Regions from separate parts of the Mus musculus genome. Here all the other regions are linked to region 5. A link is a contact called in public promoter capture Hi-C data. All regions are on one chromosome and are shown on one strand. Each heading gives the region's core, a stretch centred on a gene start, on an enhancer-like site or on the middle of the called end of the contact. The rest is flanking DNA. Distances are from core to core; before and after follow the strand shown.

The links. Promoter capture Hi-C pulls out the DNA fragments that hold promoters and counts their contacts. Capture Hi-C pulls out chosen DNA fragments and counts their contacts.
Region 1: a contact with region 5 is called in a promoter capture Hi-C map of pre-B cells, with 3 times the contacts expected there. The contact joins the promoter of Mfge8 here to the promoter of Tm6sf1 in region 5. A contact is called at or near these places in 2 of 39 promoter capture datasets (liver and pre-B cells) and 1 of 9 other capture datasets (liver).
Region 2: a promoter capture Hi-C map of liver shows a contact between it and region 5, with 6 times the contacts expected there. The contact joins the promoter of Isg20 here to the promoter of Tm6sf1 in region 5. A contact is called at or near these places in 2 of 39 promoter capture datasets (both in liver) and 1 of 9 other capture datasets (liver).
Region 3: a contact with region 5 is called in a promoter capture Hi-C map of liver, with 2.4 times the contacts expected there. The contact joins the promoter of Tlnrd1 here to the promoter of Tm6sf1 in region 5. A contact is called at or near these places in 2 of 39 promoter capture datasets (liver and pre-B cells), 2 of 115 datasets of contacts at active chromatin or transcription factors (astrocytes and extraembryonic endoderm stem cells) and 2 of 9 other capture datasets (adipose tissue and liver).
Region 4: a promoter capture Hi-C map of liver shows a contact between it and region 5, with 3 times the contacts expected there. The contact joins the promoter of Fanci here to the promoter of Tm6sf1 in region 5. A contact is called at or near these places in 2 of 39 promoter capture datasets (liver and pre-B cells).

Annotation. Positions count from the first base shown.
Region 1 is chr7:79,147,613-79,150,312 of GRCm38.p6, reverse strand. It overlaps Mfge8 (milk fat globule-EGF factor 8 protein), which reads left to right and starts at 1,253. Exons shown (of 9, transcript NM_001045489.1): 1 at 1,253-1,418. The coding sequence starts at 1,346.
Region 2 is chr7:78,912,396-78,915,095 of GRCm38.p6, reverse strand. It overlaps Isg20 (interferon-stimulated protein), which reads right to left and starts at 1,331. Exons shown (of 4, transcript NM_020583.5): 1 at 1,054-1,331; 2 at 522-774. The coding sequence starts at 749.
Region 3 is chr7:83,883,079-83,885,778 of GRCm38.p6, reverse strand. Tlnrd1 (talin rod domain containing 1) reads left to right here and starts at 1,438. Exons shown (of 1, transcript NM_030705.4): 1 at 1,438-2,700. The coding sequence starts at 2,558. It also overlaps a transcript of Mesd not described here.
Region 4 is chr7:79,391,082-79,393,844 of GRCm38.p6, reverse strand. Fanci (Fanconi anemia, complementation group I) reads right to left here and starts at 1,507. Exons shown (of 38, transcript NM_145946.2): 1 at 1,454-1,507. It also overlaps a transcript of Rlbp1 not described here.
Region 5 is chr7:81,857,585-81,860,284 of GRCm38.p6, reverse strand. It overlaps Tm6sf1 (transmembrane 6 superfamily member 1), which reads right to left and starts at 1,284. Exons shown (of 10, transcript NM_145375.4): 1 at 745-1,284. The coding sequence starts at 836.

The DNA.
Region 1 (2,700 bases), core at 4-2,503, 2.7 Mb after region 5:
CGATTTGTGGGGATTGAGTTGAGGTAGCCGCACTCGCTCAGCAAATGCTTTACCCACTGAGCCATTTCTTTAGCCAGATCTATCTATCTTTCTATCTTTCTTTCTTTCTTTCTTTCTTTCTTTCTTTCTTTCTTTCTTTCTTTCTTTCTTTCTTTCCTTCTTTCCTTCTCTCTCTCTCTCTCTCTCTCTCTCTCTCTCTCTCTTTTTGTGATAGAATCTCATTCTGGTGGTTAGGGTAGCTGAAGATTCACCATGTTGTTCAAGCTAGCCTTGGACTTCCTTTAATAATCCAGTGTGCTGGCATTATAGGCTTGAACCACCACAGTGGCCAAAATCCTAAAATATTTCTAATTTGGGACTTTTACACAAGTTTGCCAATTCCTTTTTTTTTTTTTTTTTTTTTTGGCCTTTTCATGGTTTCTAAAGACGTTATGTCATCCTGTAGTGTCATTTTGCACAGATGTCTATCTAATGGAATGGTTGTGCATCTCTAAGCATTACTGCTAGGTCTTAAGGCGTTGATATGTGACATTTTGAAAGACATTACCAAATAAAGAAGCTGAGCTGGCGTATACTCTGTCCAAGGTCCGCGTGCCTCAGCCTGTTTGCCCCACAGCCTCTGCTGTTAACAGCCTGACACTTGCCGATCTGATAAAGGAGGAAACACTGTACTCATTGTAGCCTGAATTTGCTGTTCTCTGATTACAGATAAGAATTAGCATTTAAACTCTAAACAGTTATTTTTAATTAACTAAACAACAAATAATCAATAAACTCACACATTTAGGAAACAGGGTCCCATTCTATAGCCCAGACTAGTCTGGAACTCAATATGGATGGAGCCCACTCTGGGGATCCGATCTGGAACTGTCTGATCCTCCTGATTCAGCTTCCTAACAGTTGGGAGTACAAGCGTGAGCCACCACCACTCCTGGATTATTTTATTTTATTTATCTTTGCTGGGTTGGGGATCGAATCTAGGGTCTCCAGCATGCTTAGGAAAGCACTCCATTATCCAGCCACTTGTTAAAATTCCTCCTGAGCAATTTCCCCCTGTCCAGTCTATTCAGGAAGCCGGGGCCTGGCCTCAGGCTGAGGACTGGCAGCGGCATCAGGGCGTGGCTCGCCGGGAGGCTGAGGCACTGGACCCCCCACTTCAGCCCTCCCTCTTCCCACTGTGGTCTCGGAGCTCCGCCCAGAGTCCGCCCGGGGCTGTACGGGGCGGAGCCCTTGGGCCAGTGGGCGGAGCTGAGGCGCCTGATTTATTCCGGAGTGAGAGGAGCGGACGCAGGAACTCTCGAGTCCCAGCATCAGAGCGCGTGGACCTTTTCCCGCGTCCCGCAGCATGCAGGTCTCCCGTGTGCTGGCCGCGCTGTGCGGCATGCTACTCTGCGCCTCTGGCCTCTTCGCCGCGTCTGGTGAGTCCCTCTGGCCTCGCCCCTGTTCTGCCCGCCGCTCGGAAGTTCTCAGCGACGCCCTCCCTCTACTCCTACTGTTGACAAACTTGAGCAGAGCCTGGAGGGGGACGCTCAGGGGTAGGAGAGGCGAACGTGCCTCTGTGCTCTCTGCCCTGGGGCCTTGGGGCTGTGATAAGTAGCTTTTGCACTGAGTGGTGACCCTGGACACCCGGTGACAGCCTGGCCTCCCCCCCCCCCCGGCCCCCTCAGGGATGTGACTTACACATAACAAAGGAATCCGCTGCGTCGTGCCTCTTTCTTTTTTACCGCGTCTGTAAAGTGAGGCCACCGAACTGTGTCTGCTTTCCAATCCAAACAATTTGGGAGAGTCTAGGACTCTTGTGCGGGTACAACTCAAGCTAACGTTACCTGAAACTCTGTCCTGAACCCGCCTGGTTAGAGAATCCAATGAACTTTTGTGTCCCACTTGTTGGTGTTTGATCAGATAAGGGAAGGAATGACAGAGGGGTCAGTGCGAGAGACTGGCTTGTAGGTGGGGCTGGTCTGGAACTTAGAAAAGGGCTTCCTGCCCCCGGCTGACCTTGGCCAGCTGCTTTATCTCCCCTAACCCTTCTCCTCCTCCTCCTCCTCCTCCTCCTCCTCCTCCTCTGCTCTGAGGTCCCCAGTAGACGTCTGGGCTTCTTGCGGGATGCTGCTGGAGAGAGTTCATCATGAAAAAGCAGTGCCCACGTGGGGCAGCCCCTAAATCCTTTCTCATAGAAACGGGACTGGCGGCGGGACTGGAGTGATCACAGGCAGGAGAGATCACAGCTGTGTTCTGTCGCCCAGCACAGGATCTGACCTCGGGGTTGGAGCTGAAGGCATTGGGTGCCCCAAGCTTCCACGACCTGGAAACTCCTGGTCTGTCCACTCAGCTGGAAAGATGCTTGGGTCTCCTCTGACCCTTTCCACCCCTCCTCTTTGCCCCCCCCCCCCCAACCTGCACCCTGGCCAAATGTTCCTGGAGACACTTCCCAGAGAAGGACCCTGAAATCCCATAGGATTTTTAGAGGAGCTGGCCTCTCCTGGTCTCATATGCAGGTGGCCAGCCTCAGTCCCAACGCCACTGCTTCTGGCCACCTTCCACTTTCTGATTTCCTCTCTGAACCCTTGGTTTGGTTCCTGGTGCAGGTGTAGGGAAGGCTGAAAGCGGGGCCCTTGTTGGTATTGGGTGCCTAGGCCTTGGCCTATCCAGAACCTCCACGTGAGGCTGTGACTGTGCCCTTCCAGGTCAGAAGGGATT
Region 2 (2,700 bases), core at 82-2,581, 2.9 Mb after region 5:
CAAGCCTGATCTATCTGGCGGCCCAGTGGGAGGATGGGCAGCCCTTAGAGTGCTCAGCTCCGTGTCCTACATGTCTGGAAGACATGGACACAAGGTTAAAGGGTAAGAACCTCGGGCCTCAGTGGCCCAGAGCACGCAGTCTGGGAACACAGTCTCCTTCAGCCCAGGAGCCTCTGGCCTCTGAGTCAGAGCCAGCTCAGCCTCAGAACCTCATTTCACAGGCTCACCAGAGCAGTGCGATGTAGAAGAGAAGGAACATCAGGTGGGACTCAATGTCCCCATCATAAGACCGGAAAGTTGGACCAGAAAGATGCCCTGAAAACAGCTGCAGATGGGAGCCTAAGATTCTCTGGTGGTGGGGAGACTAACTTAGTTGAGGGCTGTGATAGGGAGACCCAGAGTCCTTCCCTCCCTCAAATATGTGAGAAATTCCTCATGGGAGAGTCACAGACCACAGACCCTAGGAAGGAGCTGAGGTGGAAGGACAAATGTGCCTCGACTCCTGCTCCTTCTTCACTTACCTCTAGCCTGGCTTCACCAAATGGCGTGGCCCTCACCATGTGCTGAGGCGTGACCCCGCTGACTTGGGTTCTGTAGTCCGTGATCTCTCCCTCGGGTCGGATGTACTTGTCATACAGGACTGCGCCATGGATGTTCACAATGCTGCAGCGGGCGAGGCCACTCACCCTTTGAGGCCCAAGCCCCACCATCTCACAGTCCATGGCCACCACCTCTGGGATGCCTGCCATGCTCCTTGGCGACCCTCAGAAAGCCCTGGAGGATGGGGAGGTGGGGGGTGGGGGAGAGCCAGGCTGTCAGTCAAGAACCAACAGCCCTCCAGGCATCCTGGGCCACCACCCTGCCAAACTACACCCTGAGCCCTGCCCATTATCTCCAGTGCCACCTGGCAACAGAAGCTGGCCTCTTGCCAGCCTTCAGCTTCTGTGTGCTATAGGTCCCAGAGCTTGCTGGTCCTGTCTGGCTGTCCCACCTCGAAGCCCCCTCCCATTGCCTCCCAGTTTGGGCAGCTATGTGGTTGGTACCTGCTCTCACCTGTCTCAGTGCCCTGGGTTCTCTTCTGCCCCTCTGTTTCCACTTCTCGGCTACTTCAGTCACTTTGGGAAGTGACTCATCTCTAACGGGGAGCCTGCCTGTTTTAGTTTCAGTTTCTGGTTCATTATCAAGGGAAGTTGAGGAGTGGGGGCAGGCCTTGTAGCCTGGGCTGTTCCATCTCCTCAAGGCTGGCCAGGTAAGGGGGCTGGCAGGTTGAGTCAGGGCTGGTGGCCGCGTCAGGCTGTCCCTCCTCTGGCCCTGCCCTACTCCTCCCTTTCGGATGACGTGTCTGACGTGGACGGAGTGGATTGCAACATCTTTCTTTGCTTTTCTCACCCTCCACCCAGAGAATAAACATCTCCGGGATTGGAGCCTGGGGAAGGTCCCACAACTTCTGGGACCTGCTGTCAGTGTGCTACCCTGGGAGGTTTTCTGAGGACAGAGCAAGCAGTTCTTGAGATGCTGGTACCATTAACTGGGAAGGGCAGCAAGGGGTTGGGGGAGGAGGAGGGTCTAGTCCTTGGTGCCTCATTGGGCAGAGACTCTACCTGGGAGAGTTGACAAACAGCAGCAGACCTTTAGAGGGCCTCAAGCCAGGCTGTTCTTCCTCCTGGGTTCTAGTCTCCTGGGCTGGGACTTAGAATCCTTAGAGTGATACCTATTATTAGGTCCAAAAGGAAAAATTCCAAGAACCCTCCCCAGCCCCCTGAAATAAAGGGCAGGCCCACTGTCTTTGTCCAAAATGACAGTCTGGCCCGCAGCTCAAGCTGGACTATAGGGTTTCTTGTGTATAGCTCAAAGTTCTCACAAAGAGTTCCTCAGAAACCTGTCAGAACAGTTCTGTGGGTCCACATGACAGCCCATGCTAGCCTGCAGACTCCTTCACATGACACATGTTCACATGTACCTGTTCTGCACTGGCCTTCTGACCCCTCTCACCTCCCTGACTCCTCCGCTCTGCTAGCTCCCAGGCCCTTCCACCTCAGCCCCGTCCGTTTTCCTTAAAACCAGCAATATCCCCACTCTACCCCCTGCCGCTCTTACTATTCTCTTCTCTAGCTCCCCACTCCTATTTTCTCTGCTCCTGAGAGATGGTCCTGTCCATGGGCAGGCAGTCTGCTGCTTTTCCTCTCTGCTCTGGACTCTTCTGGATGCCCCTGGCTGGTCTCTCATAGCGACAAGAAAACTCCTCCCCTGAATCATGGAGCCCCTGTTGCTTATTCCTAACACGCAGGGAACGTTCAGTATTCTAATAAACAAACTGAGGTATGCGCGGATCAGAAACAGACTCAGCTTTCTAAGAGGGGAGCGCTTGCAGAACACACCAGAGAGAGAGAGGCCAAAGGAAGAATATATATGGATCTGCATTCGCTTTGCCACTCGGGGAGATAAAACACAGAGGCGCTAGGCTATGTTCCTTTCTCTCCGCTGGGGTGCGGGGCTTGTGGGTCATACCGCTCAGGGGAGAGGAAATGAAACCTAAGATAGGGGCCCCAGTTCATTGTCACTGGGTCGGAAACTGTGGTTCTCAAACTCCTGGGCATGGAAACCCCAAGAGTTGAAGGGATGAGGGTGGGGTGGGGCTAAAAACAGGGAATCCGGCTTAGTTTCAGACCTGCTTCGGAGACTTGAGCACTGCTCTGTAGG
Region 3 (2,700 bases), core at 189-2,688, 2.0 Mb before region 5:
TAAAATCTAAAGCATCTGCAAGGGCATTTTTTTTTAATTATTATTTTTGATTATGAGTAGGGCGGCTATCCAGGTTTTTACCGGTTGTTCCTCATTAACTTATATTAATAACTTGACTCATAATTTATTCTGTAAACTATTGGGGTTTGGACGATAAATTTGAGGCCATCCAACTTATAAATAACACTTATAACTGGCTTAAAAATGTAGGACGTGGAGGTCCTACGAAGAGACAGAAGAACAAACATTTCCATTGGCTGAGCACACACTGGCAGTGCTGGGCACCAGCAGAAGACTTCAGGGCTCTTGAGAGAGTGCTTTACTGGGAGGAGGCCCAGGTGTTCCAGGAGTTTCTGGCAGACAAGGTCTGCACAAAGAAAGGGAGTGGGTGTGGCCAGTGGGTTTAGGGGACCTTCTCTTTTAGCCACTGCTGTTGTTAAGAGCCTAGGGAGTCACTTAGTCCACCTGGCCACAAAGCCCTATGGCACAGGCCTACAATCACCAACTACAGACCCTGAAGGAGGATCGCCAGAAGTTCAAAGCCTGTCTGCACAGTTAAATTAATAAATAAAAAGTACAGTAGCTCAAGGTCCTCCGTTTAATTCCTCGTTACAGGGCGGGGAGCCATCTGGGCCACCAGTTTCCCAGCCTGTAACCCAGAGATAACAGTGTTTACCTCCAGAGACTGGCTCTTTACTTAACAATGGTTGCTATTATTCCATTATATAGATGGAGTCAGGAAAGGGCGAACTGCTGATCAAGGCACATTGGAATTCTAGCCAGCTGGAACCGAGGTCACCATACACTACCTGACTACAGTAACTTGGGAGAGAAAACTTGCCCAAGGTCACACAACTCCTAAACGGCTGGGGGGGGGGGGGGTAAGACCAACCTCAGGGAGGGTCTATCACTGAGTCAAACAAGCTGTGGGGACTCAAGCGTGATCAGAGCTCCTTTTCACTGTTTCACGGAAACCCACCCACAGGAGAGGGTCCAACACAACAAAGGGCGGAGGAGGGCTTGCAAAAGTCATCGAATCTCAGAGGTGACTGGAATCCGGAGGCGGTGGGGAGATCCCGGGAGTAATGAGTGGCATCCTCCCCAAGCAAGCAAAACAGATCACCTTTTACACTAGCTCCCTCGGCAGGGAGGAAGCATCGAGTCCTGGGGCATGCTGAGAGCTTACGTAAGGCCACTAGCGGCTGCGCCCCGGTGTCCCCAGGGTATACACAGCGCCTGGGCGCGGAGCGAGGGCGGGCCTTCCCCACCACACACGCTTCCCAGCCTCTCCGGATGCAGGGACCACCGGCCCCAGGGCCGCAGCGTCGGGGCTGGGCGCGGCGTCCTCCCACGGCCCCCAGCTTCCCGGGGGAGGAGCAGCGCATCGCGCAAGCATCCGGGATCGGCGGAGGGGGCGGGAGGAAGGGCGAGAGGAGGAAGCGGGATTTAAACGAAAGGCGGTGACGCCACACAAAAGATTCCTATAGGCTCCGGGGAGGTTACGGCCGAGGTGGCGGCGGCGAGCCGGGGGCGAGGCGGACGCCAGGAGGCGAAAACTGCAACCGTGCGCGGGCAGGCGGGTGTCCCCTGGCCTGCGGTCTCCTCCCTTCCTTTCAGTTGCTCGGAGGTCGCTCGGAAGTTGCTGGTTGACAAACATGGCAGGAGTCCGGGCCCGGGTCGGCCTCCGCGACGCCGCGCTCACCTTCTGAGCCGACCACCCTGGGGCGTCGGATGCGCGGGGCCCGCGGGCTCTGCGGGGAAACACAGATGGAATCTCCACGACAGCCGGTCGCCGGCCGCAGGCCATTCAGGAGGGGAGGGCGTGCCGCCGCGGCGCCGGGCCGCGCACTCTGAACCGCCAGGCGGGAAGGCGCGGCCGCCCAGCACCCTGCGTTGCAGCCTCCCGCCCGACTGACTCCGCGCGGCCGCCACAGAGCCAGCCACGCCCTCGGCCCAGTGGCCGCCCAGCGCCCTAAGAGCCGGAGCAGGAGATGCGGCCGCGCGCCCCCGGGCGTCAGCTCCGGCCGCCGTCGCCAGCCTGTACCGTCTGGCGGGGTCGCCGCCCCTGAAGCCCACGTGCGCTGCTGAGCCGGATAGCCGCAGCGCAGCGGCTGACAGCAAAGCCTGCCGGGGCCGCCGCCCGCGCTCCTCTAGGAGCAGAGGATTTTGATTTCAAAGGAAGGAAGGAAGGAAGGACAACTCCCAGCCTCCCCGTCCCGCCCTCTCCGCTCCGGCGGCCCGGCCGGCCATGCCCAGGAAGGTGGCGACAGCCCGGCAGCGGGGACTTTTCTGGTAGGCTAGTGAAGAGGGGCGCGGACTAGGAGTCTGCCGTGCCCCGGCTCACGGTTCCCGCGAGCTACACAGCGCCCCGAAGAGCTTGCCGCGGGCTTGGGCCCGCCCTGCGACGCCCGGCCACCGGCCGCCGCCACCCGGATCTCTGTGCCCGCCGCGGTGGGTGGCATGATGGTGCGCGGAAGGCAGCGCGGCCCTGGCCAGCTGAGTCGCGGCGGCGGTGGTAGCGGGCTCCCCAGCGGCATGCCAGTGCCCCCTGGGCGCGATGGCTAGCGGCAGCGCCGGGAAGCCCACTGGCGAGGCGGCTTCTCCGGCTCCTGGGAGCGCCGTCGGCGGGGCCAGCTCGCAGCCGCGGAAGAGGCTGGTATCTATCTGTGATCACTGCAAGGGCAAGATGCAGCTGGTGGC
Region 4 (2,763 bases), core at 258-2,757, 2.5 Mb after region 5:
TAAATAAGGAATTAGAAAAAAAAAATCAGATAGTGGAATCAACCAGACCCAAAGTCTACAAACGCAGCGAGCTTCTCCACAGCTCTAAGCCACTCTGAAGCTGGGGTGCTTCATGCTGGGTTTCACTCCTTCTCTACCAAGGATGTTCTTATGCACGTAACCACCACCCAAGCCGGAGGTCGTGAAAAGGTACACAGAGCTAATTCTGTTTCTGATTTTATCACTCTTCTAAGAACAATAAATTGTTTTCTGTCCTTCAAATCCCCAACACCCTTATAAACGATTTCTCATCTGAAACAAAGATACCCATCCTTGCTCTCAATTTCTACAAAGTCTTCAGACCTCGGCTCAACTCACTCTCTCTCAGATGCTCCGGTGTTACCTCCTCTACAAACACCAGTGAAATTCCTTCCACAATGTCACTAACTTTTTAAACAATTTTATTTGATGTATGAGTGCTCTGCTGCATATACATCCCCCTGCCTGAAGAGGGCATCAGATCCTCCTATAGATGGTTGTGAGCCACCAGGTGGTTGTCGGGAATTGAACTCAGGACCTCTGGAAGAACAGTCAATGCTCTTAACTGCTGGGACATCTCACCAGCCCCCCTCCCTCCCCCGGCAAGTTCTAATATTACATTTTAAATTAATGGCTAGGTCCCCCACTGGTCTACAGTTCCATGAGTATTTCCAGTTTGGTTTATCGTTATCTTGAGCACAGTAACAAGCTTATATTAAGGACATAAGAAATATCTGATGTGGGCCAGAGGGCGTAACTCTGCCGGTAGAACTGCCTAGCAGGCCTGCCGCCCTGGGCTGGATGACGTCATAACCCTAGACTTGTATACACCTAGCATGTTGATGCTCTCCTGTAATCCCAGCACTCAGGTGGAAACATGACCAGGCACACTCTGTAGCCAATATAAGACACTGACTCAAAAACAAAACTAAAAGGAAACAGAAACTATAAAATAAGGCAGCTAATGTAGATTTTACTACCTTAACTTCTATATACGGTGCCGAAAATATACTAAGTGCTTATAGTGGTGGCTGGGTGATTGCTTTGTATATTAAAATAAACGCTATGTAAATGGAGAAATTAAATAAAACATCTGGTGGGGTCGTTAGCTTTTGGAGCTCCGTTCTGCTCGACAGTGCACGTCTTGAGTATCCTGCCTATCCTATGCGAAGTCAATGGCCTCTCTTCCCACTGGCACTGGGCTCCACGCGCGAAACCCGGCTGCGGGACCCTCCAGAAGCAGGCGCTGACACTGCAGGGCAGGGCCAATAGGGAGGGCAGAACGGAGCGAGCCTCGCAAAAACCCGCCAAAGCTGATGTCCCCGACCCCTGCGCAGAAACCAGGCACGGCGGGACGCCACGTCGCAAGGGGACCCTGCCTGTCCTCACCGTCCCACTTCCTCCCTCCTTGTAAGCACAGACCCTGAACAGTCACCTCAACCTCAGCTCGGGATCCTTCCAAAATTCCCGCTCTACTCCACGCAGCCGCACTTCCGTTGCCCAGAGCAACAGGTCCCGCCCCCGAGGTGCACTTCCGACTTCCTAACTCTGTAGGGCGTACCATTTTAGATGACAAAGTGGGGGAATCTTTGCGGAGATGATGGCCCAAATTCGCGGGAGAGGGAGGTGCAACCGGCTCACACGCTTTGGGGGGAACCTCAGAGTAGCATGCGCGTTATGGTATGGCCGGGTTAAGCTTTCTTAGAGCTCTGTAGTTGAAGTCAGTGCAGAAGAGATTGAACCAATTGATGGAGGGTCAGGTCTTTTGCATCGGAAGCACCTCGCGCGCGCCCGCATGAGTGAGTGAGTGAGTGAGTGAGTGAGTGAGTGAGTGAGTGAGTGAGTGAGTGAGTGAGTGAGTGAGTGAGAGTGAGTGTGAGTGTGAGTGTGTGTGTCCGTCCGTCCCAGAAGCAGTGAATGTTCAATACATTCGTAAATAACCACCTGAGTGCACCGTCAAGATCAATGAAGCAGTGGACCGAAATTCTACTTTAGATTGAGGGTGCAGCTTGTGCACAGTGCCCAGAATCAACAAGCTCCTGGCTAGCTAAGCATGTGAAGGTGCTTAGGATGGTAGAGGAGAAGCAGAGGCATTACTATTTAGTGAAGCAAAGGATTCCTCTCGGGAATCACTCTTCTACATTTAGGTCTCCACACTGAAATATGAGAAGTTGTTAAAAACCAGCAGCTGAGGGTGAGGGCGATCCCTGAGGGGAATCCTTTACTTCACTAAAGAAACAGATGGCTTCATCCCATCTTCCCACAAAACCTTCCTTCCAAACTCCTTCTAGTTCCAAACTCCTTCTAGGACTGCACCATTCAGCTGTAAATCTGTTAACAATCTATACAGATTAAATAAGCATTCCATGTGTGCATCTAATAACACTTATTAAATTGTTTGTATGAATGTCTACCCCGATACATGAATAACATAGTACCTGTTTTTAATTTATTTTATTTATTAATTTTTGGTTTTTGTTTTGTTTTGAGACAGGGTTTCTCTGTATATCCCTAGCTGTCCTGGAATTCAATTTGTAGATCAGACTGGCCTCGAACTCAGAAATCCACCTGCCACTGCCTCCCAATGGTGGGTTTAAAGGCATGTGCCACCATTGCCTGGCTACCTGTTTTTTTATTAACATTAACTTTTTTTTGTTGTTGTTGTTTTTTTTTTTTTTTGGTTTTTTGAGACAGGGTTTCTCTGTATAGCTCTGGTTGTCCTGGAACTCACTTTGTAGACCAGGC
Region 5 (2,700 bases), core at 35-2,534:
AAAGCACAGCCAGTTACTTCCTCCTCCAGCAGCCCACAATCAACTTCAGCAGGGCCACCGCTGGCGCCTTTCCACTGACCACCCAGGCCTTCGGCTGCCCATGGGGGCTCGTCAGTCAGTGATCCCTTTAGAGAAGTGAAAGCCAAGACTGGGACCCAGAGCCCTTACAGAATTCGTCGGTTCCTTAGCATTAAACTGATCACTGAACCTTTGCTCCTGGCCAGCATCGAACCTCTATCCCTTTCACAGCGCCCTTGCACAAAGTTCCCACAAGATCCTTGAGGTGCAAAGACAGACCAGAACACTAAAGCCAGGTCACCCTGTTAGTAGCAAAGGCTCAGAAAACCATGGTTATTTCTGTTAGCCGCTCACAACAGTTTCTAAAATTATAAAATGGTAAGTATGTGAAAGTCCATACAAGGAAAGCGTTCCTTTCAAATAAGGCGGTTCGTGCCTTCCGTGTTGCTCTGCACCCCTCTAGTGTCTGAGAGCCTCGGAGGCAGGGGCATTTCGGTATTGACCTTGGTAATATCAGCTACCCACCCAGTACTGGCAAAGAGCAGGCGCCCAGCTCTCAGACCTTGAACTGCCCTAGCCCAGTTTGAGGACCTAGGGCCGGGTGACCCTGGTGCCTCCCTCATGCTGCGGGCGTGGCGTTTCTGGAAGCTACCCAGTCCCAAAGCCGCGGTCCCAAACCCGCGGAAAAGTTGCGGGCTCTTGTCTACCCCGCGCGCGCTCACTCACTCGTGCTGGGCCGCCAGGTGGTTGAAGATGTAGGTGACCGGGATGGCTGAGAGGGACAGCACAAAAACCCCCGTGGCCGCAGAGGCACTCATTGCCACCTCCGGGTCGCTCTTCTTTCACCGCATCGCGCCGGGGGTCCCCTGGCTCAGCTTCCGGCGGCGCCGCGCCCCTCGCCGCTGCCCTTCCAGGCGGCCCCCGGCCGCGTCTCCTCTGCGCGTCCCCGTCGCCCGTAGCTGCCCGGCGCGCACAGAGAGAGGCACCACCCGGGTGCTCTAGGGCCGCTGTACGATCCCCAGAGGCGTCCCCACCAGGCTCCTGCTAACGAACGCAAGGGCTCAGCAGCCACCGCGAGGAGACAAGCGCCCCAGGACGCTTGCTTTAATGGGAAAAGGAAGGGCCCGGCGAAGGACGCGGGTCACAGATGGGAGCTGGGCATCCTCGAGCTGGAACGGAGCTGGGCTGAGCCAAGGGCCAGCAGAGGGTGGAGCCAGATCTGAGGGTGTCAGAGCCCGCAGGCCCGCGAGATCGGCTCAGAGACCTGTGGGGACAGATGCTCCTGGAACAACACTGTGCCGCCCTCCCACCCCACCCCCCGCGCGCACCCCTTCCCTACACACAGCTGCCATCAACGTCCGCAACCAATGTTCCAGTGCCAAGTGGAAATATTTGTTTTCCACCTTGGTTGCTCACTCACCGCCCCTTGACCTTGATCAAGTTACTGAAACATTCTGTATCATTTCTCTGTGAAATGGGAATAACCTGCTCCCTCGTATGATTGTGGAAATCGACCGAGTTAACAAGCGTGGAGTGCTTGCCCTGCACTGCTCAGCACACTGGTCTGTCTCCTGCTCCCTTTCTTTTTTTGTAGCAGAACTGACCCTCAGAGGAATGCCCTGATGTAAGACACTGAGGCAGCGTTCATTCCTTGCCTGGAGTGTTTTTGGAGGCCAGGTTACCACCGGCTAGCCTGGCAGGTCCTGAAGATTAGGGCTCTTCGTGGAATATTCCCAGACGTCTGGGTGTAGAGCATGAGAGTGCCGCCCAAAGAGCTGCTTGAGCAGGGTGTGCTCAGGAAGCCCCCTGGGCCTGAGTCCTGTTGGTATGGCCCCAGGGAAGGGAAAAGAAGTGGGCTCCGGAGCAACAGTGGGGGCAGCAGAGTGCGCGCCTTCCTGTCTTTAGGTCAGAGGCTTACAGGTCATTTGGCTCATTTTCAATGTGAGGAAAATGAACCTGCACCAGGACAGTCGGTTGTTCCAAAGCCAGCTCTCCTACTATCTGCCCTCCCTTTTCTTGAAAACTCAGCCAACAATGGGCACAAAAGGGTAAAGACTGTCCAAACGGCAGCATCTCGCAAAGCTTCTCCCAGAAGTCTCAGTGGGAACCTGGACATCGCTCACGATCTTCCATGATCGCTCCTTGCCTTTACCACCTCCTTCATTCCCCAAAGCGCCTTCTCTCCTCCAGGCCATCTCCTAGGCCAGTTTCCCAGCCAGTCCAACCTCCTCCACATCCCACACCGAGCTGCTTTAGCCGTCTGCGTGTATCCTGAGTCTCTCGGGCTGCTCTGAATCTTTCTTGTCTACCTAGACACTTGCTGCATATCATTTCTATTCCTTCTCATCCATGCTTGGGCTTTTTTAAAATTCAGAATCATATTTATGGAAATAACTTAATAGAGGCTGGGGGTGTAGTTGATCGTGCTTGCTTTGTGTGCACAAATCTTAAGGCTCTGTCCTCGTGCACTTCATGAACTGACTTTGATGGGGGCTCATCTGAAATCCCAGCACTAAGAGATGGAGGCAGAGGGAGTCCCTGGTTCAAGGTCATCCTTAGCTACCCAGCAAGTCTGAGGCCGACCTGGGATATATGAGATTCTGTCTCAACTAACAAAAAGGTACCGGGAAATGCCACAGAGTATGCCACATCCTGAGCTCCGCGTCACCCGCTCCGGATGGA